Regions from separate parts of the Sus scrofa genome. Here region 1 is linked to region 2. A link is a contact called in public Hi-C data. All regions are on one chromosome and are shown on one strand. Each heading gives the region's core, a stretch centred on a gene start, on an enhancer-like site or on the middle of the called end of the contact. The rest is flanking DNA. Distances are from core to core; before and after follow the strand shown.

The links. Hi-C and Micro-C count contacts between places; a contact is called where the count stands out from the background.
Region 1: a contact with region 2 is called in a Hi-C map of liver, with 11 times the contacts expected there. The contact joins the promoter of ZNF470 here to the promoter of SMIM17 in region 2. A contact is called at or near these places in 2 of 47 Hi-C or Micro-C datasets (heart right ventricle and liver).

The regions. Positions count from the first base shown.
Region 1 is chr6:60,879,483-60,884,656 of Sscrofa11.1, reverse strand. ZNF470 (zinc finger protein 470) reads left to right here and starts at 3,621. Exons shown (of 3, transcript XM_013998861.2): 1 at 3,621-3,702.
Region 2 is chr6:60,841,578-60,846,613 of Sscrofa11.1, reverse strand. It overlaps SMIM17 (small integral membrane protein 17), which reads left to right and starts at 2,127. Exons shown (of 5, transcript XM_021095126.1): 1 at 2,127-3,681; 2 at 4,593-4,693.

The DNA of each region.
Region 1 (5,174 bases), core at 2,372-4,871, 37 kb before region 2:
ATGCACTGGCTTGGGAGGGCTGCCATAAAAAATACCACAGACTGTGTGGCTTACACTCGGAAATTTGTTTTCTCAGTTCTAAAGGTAAGATCCAGGTGTCAGCAGGGCTGGTTTCTCCTGAGGCCTCTCTCCTTGGGTTGCAGACAGCTGCTTCTTGCTGTGAACTCACATGGTCTTTCCTGTGTGTGTGTCTGTGTCCTAATCTCTTCTTTTGAGGACACCAGTCAGACTGAATCAAGATCAACCCTAATGGGCTCATGGTCAGTCAGTCACGCCTTTAAAGACCTGATCTCCGTGGAGTTCCCATTGTGGCTCAGTGGTAACAAACCCAACCAGTATACATGAGGACATGGGTTTGAACACTGGCCCTGCCCAATGGGTTAAGGATCCGGTGCTGCCATGAGCTGTGGTGTAGGTCACAGACCTGGCTCGGATCCCAAGTTGCTGTGGCTGTGGTGTAGGCCCGCAGTTGGATCCCGAGCTGCTGTGGCTGTGGTGTAGGCCTGCAGTTGGATCTGGAGCTGCTATGGCCGTGGTGGAGGCCCGCAGTTGCACCTCAGACTCAGCCCCTAGCCTGAGAACCTCCATATGCTGCAAGTGTGGCCCTAAAAAGCAAAATAAATGAATAAATAAGACCCGAGCTCCAAACACAGTTAAAGGTATTGTGCTTAGGGCTTCAATATGTGAATTGGTGAGCGGGGGTGGGGTGAGCCAGTCTGCAGTACAAGATTTTAAGGTCCCTGAGATGTTTCTTATTCCAGCAAAAGTTTACCAGGCAATGAAGGGGATGCAGGGCCCATCCACCTTGTGGCTCCTCCATTCCCAGGAACTTAGTTTTCATTTAAATCCTCAACATTTTGTAGGCAGATGAGGGACATAACATGTGTCTGATAAAGGACTCATCCCAATTACACAATGAATTCTTAAAACACAACAAGAAACCAACAGGTCAAAAATGGGCAAAGGAGAGAGCCTCCTTGCCTGCCTGCTTACATCTCTCACAAGCCTCCTATTTTTTTTTTTTTTTTTTTTTGTTTGGTTGGTTTTTTTGTTTGTTTGTTTTTATTGTCTTTTTGCCTTTTCTACGGCTGCTCCCTCAGCATATGGAGGTTCCCAGGCTAGGGGTCCAATCGGAGCTGTAGCCACCGGCCTACGCCACAGGCCCAGCCATGCGGGATCCAAGCCACGTCTACAAGCTACACCACAGCTCATGGCAACGCCAAATCTTTAACCCACTGAGCAAGGCCAGGGATCGAACCCGCAGCCTCATGGCTCCTAGTCGGATTCGTTAACCACTGAGCCACGATGGGAACTCCAAGCCTCCTATCTTAATAAATCTATTTCTTGACTATGAAAAGGGGGGGGCAAAGAATCTGAACAAACACCTCACCAAAGAAGATATACAGTTAGCAAATAGGCATAGATGCTCAGTATCATATGTCATTAGGTAACTGCAACTCAAAACAAATATGCCACCTCACACCTATTAAAATGGCAAAAATCCAAAAGCAATCAAAATACAAATGCTGGCGACGATGTGGGGGGGCCAGAGCTCTCATTCATTGCTGGTGGGAGTGCACTTTGGGAGACAATTTGGCAGTGTCTTACAAGGCTAAACATTGGCTTAACACACCATCCAGCAACCACACTCGTGGGTATTGACTCGAATTGGAAACGTGTCCACACAATAAGCTGCACATGGATGTTTTTAGCAGTTTTATGAAAGCAGTCAAGATGTCCTTTAGTAGATGAATGGAAAAACACTGTGGCACATGCAATAGCTTATTAGTTGACTAATACTAATAAATATTATTAATTTAATAACATTAATGATAAAAAGAAATGAGCTTTAAAGAAAACATGGAGAACCTTGGAGTTCCCATCGTGGCTCAGTGGTTAATGAATCCAACTAGGAACCATGAGGTTGTGGGTTCAAGCCCTGGCCGTGCTCAGTGGGTTAAGGATTTGGCGTTGCTGTGAGCTGTGGTGTAGGTTGCAGACTCGGCTTGGATCCCGTTGTTGCTGTGGCCCTGGTGTAGGCCGGTAGCTACAGCTCCGATTAGACCCCTAGCCTGGGAACCTCCATATGCTGCGGGAGCGGCCCAAGAAATGGCAAAAAGAACAAAAAACAAAAAACAAGAAAAAAACAACCATGGAGAACCTTAAATGCATATTAAATTCTAAGTGAAAGAAGCCATTCTGGAAGTCTATATATTACCTGATCCCAACTCTAGAACATTCTGGAACAGACAAAACTATGGAGATAGAAATAACAGGGGTTCATAAAGATGAAGAAGGACGAACAGGTGCAGCACAGGACATTTTTAGGGCAGTGAAACTATTCTATGTACTACTGTAATGGATACATATTCTTATACATTTCTCAAAACCCACATAAGTGTACAACACAAAGAGTAACCTTAATGTAAACTATGGAGTTTAGGTACTAATAATATATCAATATTGATTCATTAATTGTAACAAATGTACCACATTAATGCATAAATGTTTCCTATAAGTGGTTTTTGTTTGTTGCTTTTTGGGCCACAGCCACACCACATGGAAGTTCCCAAGCTAGGGGTCCAATCAGAGCTACAGCTGCCCACCTATGCCACAGCAACGTTGGATCCAAGCCAGGTTTACAAACTACACCACAGCTCATGGCAACACCGTATCCCCAACCTACTGAGTGAGGGCAGGGATCGAACCTCATGGATACTAGTCGGATTTGTTTCCACTGCACCACAACAGGAACTCCAGTTCCTGTGTTTTTTACAACTGCATGTGGATTATATTTATCTCAAAATAAAATATTTAAAGTCATAATCACCATTTAAGACTAGCTGCTGTTTCCATTTTTGTGGCCATTCAAACATTCAGCAAGTGTTTTTGTACTTGGCCTTGTGGTTTATGGTGTAAGAGTCCCAGCCAGGAAGCCAGATCCCTACCCCAGCTCCCCAACTGGTCTCTGGTGCCACCTCCCTTGTAGGCACCACTGTCCTCGTCTGGAAAGTTGCTTAATTGTAAGGATTAAATACGTGGTTCAAAAATCATAAAAAGCCAAAAACAGGAGCTGGCATATAGGAAACTCAGAAAAGGGGAATTTTTTTTTTTCTTATGATGACTTGCTACTTCTTGTCTCTGTATGCTTTATAAATCCTGTATGCTTTATAAATTTTCTACAAATCAGCATGATTATCACACTCAAGAAGGTTGCCCGCGGAGTTCCCTGGCTGCTCGGTGGGTGAAGGATCTGGTATTGTCACTGCTTTACCCCGCATGCCGTGGATGTGCCAAAAAATAATAATAAAAATAGGGGAGTTTTCTGAAAGAAAGAAAAAGAAAAGGAAAAGATGCCCAGGATGGTCCCTCAGTCCAGCCCGGAAGTCCGGAGTATGGTCCCCCCTCCCTCCCAGAGCAATCCCTCCCCACCTCCGCTTTTTCTCCTTCTTCCTCCCCTTCCTTCCCTCAATCACCAGCCACACCCCCATCCCGTTTGGCCGTGGTTCCGCTGCCGCGGGGGCCTCTGGGAGATGGAGGCGCGCGGTCGGGGCTCGGGCCTGCTCGGCTCCGTGGGTGCTGAGGCCTGAGCGGAGGCGGAGGCGCGCGGGCTTTTGGGAAGTGTAGTCCTCCCGACCGCGCAGGCGCAGTGCGACCCGGAGGGCCTAGGGCGCCGGTCGTTGTCCGGACAGAGCAGCGCTGGTGAGTCCGGCCCCGGGCAGGGCGGAGAGGTGGCGTGCTGACTGAGGGGAGGGCGTGAGGGCCAGCGGGGGTCGTGCTGACTGAGGGGAGGGCGTGAGGGCCAGCGGGGGTCGTGCTGACTGAGGGGAGGGCGTGAGGGCCAGCGGGGGTCGTGCTGACTGAGGGGAGGGCGTGAGGGCCAGCGGGGGTCGTGCTGACTGAGGGGTGGGCGTGAGGGCCAGCGGGGGTCGTGCTGACTGAGGGGTGGGCGTGAGGGCCAGCGAGGAACGTGCTGACTGAGGGGAGGGCGTGAGGGCCAGCGGGGGACGTGCTGACTGAGGGGTGGGCGTGAGGGCCAGCGGGGGACGTGCTGACTGAGGGGAGGGGCGGTCAGGCTCAGGAAAGGGGATTATGGACTGAGGAGAGGAGAGAGGCAGGTGCTTGCAGACCGAGGGGAGGGGGCGTGGGGAGGGATGTGAAGGCTCTGGGGGAGGGAATTGAGGGTTGAGGAGAGGATGTTCGGCCTGAGGGGAGACGTGCCGGCTCAGAGAGAGGGCTGTGAAGAGGCGTGCAGGAAGTTTACCCCGACAGTCTCATGGGATGCAGAAGGGGGTGAACCTGTGTGCACGTGTGTTGGCCCGAGACTGAACCTTTGACATCTGTTTGTGTGGATCTCCTTCTTTGTGAAGGCCGAGGAATATCCCGTGTGTGTGTGTGTGTGTGTGTGAGCGAGCCTACCAGCCTTGGTCTCCGTGGGTGTACTCTGTGTCTAGTCTTGCCTGTCCCTGTGAGGGGTTGTCTCTGGGTGACTGCCTATGTCCACATCCTTCATTGGTTGTGTGCGTGTGTCTGCCTGTATTTCTGTCCTCAGTGTCTCTGAGTGAGGATGTCATCCAGGTGTCCCCCTGTCTCATCTGCCCAGCAGGTCTCCTGGCCTGGGGTCCTCAGATTCCCCAGCCTCTTCCTGCCCCTCAGAGCCTTCTCTGGCTCATGGGAGAATCTGGAAGGTTGAGGGGGCAGGAAGTGTGTGGGTGACAAGATAGGGGATGGGGAGGCTGTTTCTTCTATTGCCTCTCAAAAGTCTTCTTAAATGAGGATCAGAGACCCCTACAACCTCCTGACCAGGGTTGATTTGTTTATGGAATGTGTATTGTGTATTGTGCTATTTTGGGCATTTTGTGGGGACTACCTCATTTATAAGACTCCCAGTAACTCCAGGGTAAGGACCTCATCATCCGCATTTCACACATGGGGAAACCAAGGCTCAGTGATTTAAGTGAGTGACCAAACTCGCCACCCAGGCGTCTGGGTTCCAGAGCTCCCACGCTTAGCCACCAGACAAATGGGAAATCCTTTTTTCCTTTCAGCTCATCCGACACAGAGTTGAAGGATTTTTTTTTTTTTTTTTTTCTTCCCCTCATGGGAACCTTACCCTTAGAAACAATGGAAGGAAGGAAATGCCAGAAAACTCGAGGAAGGAGAGGAAGGAGGGA
Region 2 (5,036 bases), core at 878-3,377:
CTCTGTCGGGCATGGAGTACTCAGCTAAGCACTCAGCTCAACGCCGGGCACTGAGGAAACCAGCGCTCGGTGACTGCCAGCATCGGCGGCGGCGGCGGGACCGTCACTATTACCTAAACAGCAGTAAGAACGGAGCAGCAGCCCCGCAGCCCCCCACAGGTGCGGTCGGTCCTCACACCCACTGTCCAGGCCGGGAAACTGAGGCCCGCAGGGGATTCAGAGTCCCCTTCGGGATCCCTCCCGAGACCTGGGGTGCGTGGTCCTGCCGCACGAGAAAAACACGCCACACCAGGGAACCCCACGGGAGGTGCGGATTCGCCGGCTGCCGCCAGGCGGCGGCAGGGAGCAGGCTGGGATCCGGCCCGCGTCTGTCCGGCTAGAGCGAGGTCTGCGCCTGCGCGATCCCGCTGCTCCCGCCCCGCCCCCGCGCGAGGCCACGCCCACATCCGCGCTCCCAGGTGCCTCCGCGCGCTGAGTGGGTTGGGCGGGGACCGAGGGGGTGGGAGCGCAGGAGGGCGGGGATTGAGAAAGGAGGATGAGGGAAGCGAGGGAGTCGGGGAGACGGCGGGTGGCGGAGGCGAGGGAAACTGGAGAGAGGAGGGGGAGGCAGGAGGGAGGTGCGAGGAAACCGCGGGCGCTGTGGAAGGGAGGACAGGGGAAGTGCTTCGACGAGAGTAAAAGAACAGCAGGAACGGAGTAGACCTGCTCGGGAGACAGGCAGTGTTCGGAGCCTCGGTTTCCTCCGCCAAAAGGCTGCAGTCAGGAAAGCTCCCCTGTGTACAGGGTGGTTGTGTGGTTCACCTGAGTTAATTGGCCTCGAATCCTTTCAGCAGGACCTGGGGCCCTCCGAGCAGCGCTGTGCAACCGGTTCTGACCCGCGAGGTCCAATAGGTGGCCACTGGGTGTGCGCGGGCTGTCGAGCCCTTGCCATGGGGCTGGTGTGGCCATGGAACTGACTTTTTAGCTGTACTTAATTTGATAAATTAAAATTTTCGTAGTAACAGCTGCTGGCCCCCGAGTTGGATGGTGCAGCTCTAAAGCCTTCACTGTTTTCGTTATATATACTAAGTTTCTCTTATATTTTATAACGGTGTGATCCGAGGTGGATTAACTCTTTGAATCCTCACCATGTAGCTCTGAGTTGTACCCTCTCACTGGGTATAACAAGTCTTAATACTCCTATCACCCGAGTGTACTACGTACCAGCCCCCCCCCCCGCCAGAGAAACTTGGTACACGTATCCTGTCATTTAACTGCAGAAGAGGCTTAGATAGAGTGAATTTGCAGAAGGCCATAGGACACGGTCGGTAAGGTTGTGTTTTTGTCTTGATTTGGGTCTGAGCTAGAAGATCCTGAAGCTCCCAGAAACGGAGTAGGCAGGAGTTCCCGTCGTGGCGCAGTGGTTAAGGACCCGACTAGGAACCATGAGGTTGCGGGTTCGATCCCTGCCCTTGCTCAGTGGGTTAAGGTTCCGGTGTTGCTGTGGTGTAGGTTGCAGACGTGACTCAGATCTGGCTTGGCTGTGGCTGTGGTGTGGGCCAGTGGCTACAGCTCCAATTAGACCCCGAGCCTGGGAAGCTCCATATGCCGTGGGAGTGGCCCTAGAAAAGGCAAAAATAAAAAAAGGCAAAAAAAGAAAAAAAGAAATGGAGCAGGCAGAGCAGAATCCATCTGCCCTGAAGCGGTGGCCACCATCCCGGGGAACCTCTGGTCTTAGGACAGGGGCCCTCACACTATCTCTACCCATAAGCTGTTTTGTTTGTTTGTTTGAGGGTTTTTTTTTTTTTTGCTCCTCTTTCCCTCATTTCCTTTCTCCTTTAAAAATTTTCTCATTTTTGATATTAAAAATGACCTTTGGAGTTCCTGTTGTGGCTCAGAATAAATGAATCTGACTAGTATCTACTAGGCGTCAGGTTCAATCCTTGGCCTCCCTCAGTGGGCTAAGGATCGGGTGTTGTGGTGAGCTGTGGTGTAGGTCACAGACGAAGCTCAGATCTGGTGTTGCTGTGGCTGTGATGCAGGCCAGCAGCTACAGCACCGATTCAGCCACTAGCCTGGGAACCTCTATATGCCAGGGATGTGTCCCTAAAAATAGGCAAAAAATAAAATAAATTTTAAAGATAGTAAATTAAAAATGACCATGATTTTTTTCAGCTTCTTCTCTCAGGAGCTGGCCTCTATTTTCCCGTTCCCTGCGGTCGTCTTTGGGGGTTGTTTTGACTGATATAATACGGCAGAAGCGATGCTGAAGGACTTTGGAGGTTAGACTCTCAGATTCCAACACCAGTTCCAACGTGTATTTTTCCCCACAGCACCAAGCAGCTCGCCAATACCAGCGGGGAGTTGAAGACACTCTCTATACTGAGATGGCATTGGTTAGCCATAGCTAATTCTACCTACACCTTCCCAGAATGATTTTCCAGCCGGCACCTGCCCCCCTCCCCCCGCCACCATCACCAATGTGTAAGAGCACCTGTCTTAATTACTGCCTCACCCATGGTGAACAACAGCTGGGCGCTGCTAAGTTTTTGAATCTTAACTCATGAAAGAAAGCCAAGGTTGGGAGGCATAGAGATTGCTCATTGTTCCCCAAACTTGTCTACCTCTCCCACTGCCAGAACCCCTAAATTTTCGCTGCATTTCCCAGTCTTTCTTGCAGCTGGATGTGGTTCGGTGACTAGCTCTGACCTCTGAGGGGCAAAGGGCAGCATCAGGTGATAGCTTCCCAGGTAGACTGCTGCATTCAGGTTCTGGCTTTGTCATTTGTTCCCTGTTAAGGAACCTTGTTGGAAAGCAACTTGATTTCTCTGCACCTCCGTTTCCTCCTCTGTATAATGGGGATCAAGATAGTATCTACTGTATAGTGTGGTAATGAAGACACAAATGAAGTAATACAGTGAAACAGAACAGTTCCTGCCACGTAGAGGATTCCATGTGGTGTCATAATTATTCTTATCGTAATTTTATTATCACTTCCTAAGGTCGTCGTGAGGTTCAAGTGCAACCATACACCGTGGCTGTCATCAGGACAAGTTACCCTGGGGTTTACTGGTCTCCCAAGACCAGGGAGAAATATTAGGAGGAACTTAAATCCATCCATCTTCCCATCCACTCACCTCCACCAGCACCACCACCATAGGACGCTCTGTAGGGTTCCCGTTTTCTTCATCATAGATACTCATTTATCCAATAAATATTCCCCAATGCATGCAAATTCATAGGGCGCATTGTCCCTTTGCCCAGGTTTCTTTCAAGAGCTGCCTACAGGGCATGTGAGTGTTTATTTGTAGGGTGTCACCTGCTTTACAGAGAGAGGCAGGTGTGAAGTCAGGCTTTTTCACTGCTGAATGCAGCAAAGGGAGGTTGGTTACAGCAGAAATGTGTGCAGAGAGGGGGAGGAGAGAAGTAGGTCAAGAAGAAGCCTGAGTTGTTTTTCTTTTTTTCCTTTGTTCCTTTGCCGTTAGTGCTGAAGGGGTGTGGATGTGGGATTCCTGCATCCTCTGCTCAGCAGAATCTCAGCAGACAAGAGGCTTGGGGTGCACAGAGATTCATTCATTCAGCGACTCTCTGAGCACCTCCTCTTTCCAGACACTGTTCTAGGGGCTGGGAATCCAGCAGTGAGCCAGTCAAAGCCCTGTGTCCTGTGGAGCCATCACCACTGACTTCCGAGCACGGCCAAAGGTAATGAGGTGGAGGGTGAAGAGGGAGGCTGCTTCGGCTTTGGCTGTCTGGGAGGGGGCGTCTGAGCAGAGCCCCAGTATGGCTGTATGCATATCCGGAGGAAGCCTCCTCCAACCACAGAGTTCACTGGAGCCTTGCTTGGAAGTCCGGAAGAATTGGCAGCAAGGATCTGTCCTCAAGAGGTTGGTTAAATGGATTAGGATTCATCTGGGTAGGAAACGGTGAGGAAGAGTTGAGTATACTGACATGGAAGGAGCTCTGAGTAGTCTGTATTAAATGAAAAAAACAAACAAACAGGAGTTGACAACAGTGTATCCTGTATGCTCTCATTTGTGTTTTTAATAAGTATATACAGGGAGTTCCCTTGTGGAGCAGCAGGTTCAGGACCTCGTGCTGTCAATGCAGCAGCTCAGGTAGGTTTCCATGACAACTGACCATCTCTCCAGGATGGAAAGAAAAGAGGCTGGCTGCCCAAGAATGGGCTTGGGATCCTCTCTGAGGAGAGGACTCCTGTGGAGACTTGGGGCAAAGATGGCCCCAGTGTGACACTGCCAGCCACCCCACAGCCCCTCCCTGGAGAACGTGCAAACCCTACTTTTGGGTGAGGCTGAGAAGGGAAAAGTCTTCTCTTTTGGTGTTGAAAAGCCTTCTAAAGTAGGCTGTCCAGGGCATAAGAAAGCGCGGTGGGGAGCAGCTTTAGAGCCAAGGAGTCTCAGGTCTGAATCACACTTCTGCTATTTACTGGCTGTGTGTGAGCCAGGTAATTTGGTTTAATAGCTCTCAGCAGGGTGCCTACGGGCAGTTGGAATCAGCGGGTGAGCAAGCCCGTTTGTAATTCACCCATCGGAGGGGGATTTACCTTCTCCGAATCCCTTCTTTAAAAGTATTATTTTATTTTTATTTCTTAACAGTCAAGAAGTAGACATGTTTTCTCGGTCAGAAGTCAAAACATATTCAGAAAGCAAGATTTCCCATTGATGCCACTTGGACAAGCCCAGCCTCTGCTCAGGAGGTGAGTGATGTGGGTGTGGGTGTGTGGGAGGCTACTTTTCCCTTCCATGTGCATGTGTCTCTGTGCCCCTAAAAGGAGACGTAATTTGTGTGTGCATATCTGGGAATGCATTCATTTTTTGGGGGGTGGGGGGAACATGCATCATTGATTTCATAAGCAAATTGGTCAGGGTTTTGTTTTTTGTTTGGTTTTTTTGTTTGTTTGTTTGTTTGTTTGCTTCTTAGGGCCACACCCGGGGCATGTGGAAGTTCCCTGGCTAGGGGTTGAATCAGAGCTACAGCTGCCAGCCTACACCACAGCCACAGCAAAGCAGGATCCAAGCCACATTTTCGATCTACACCTC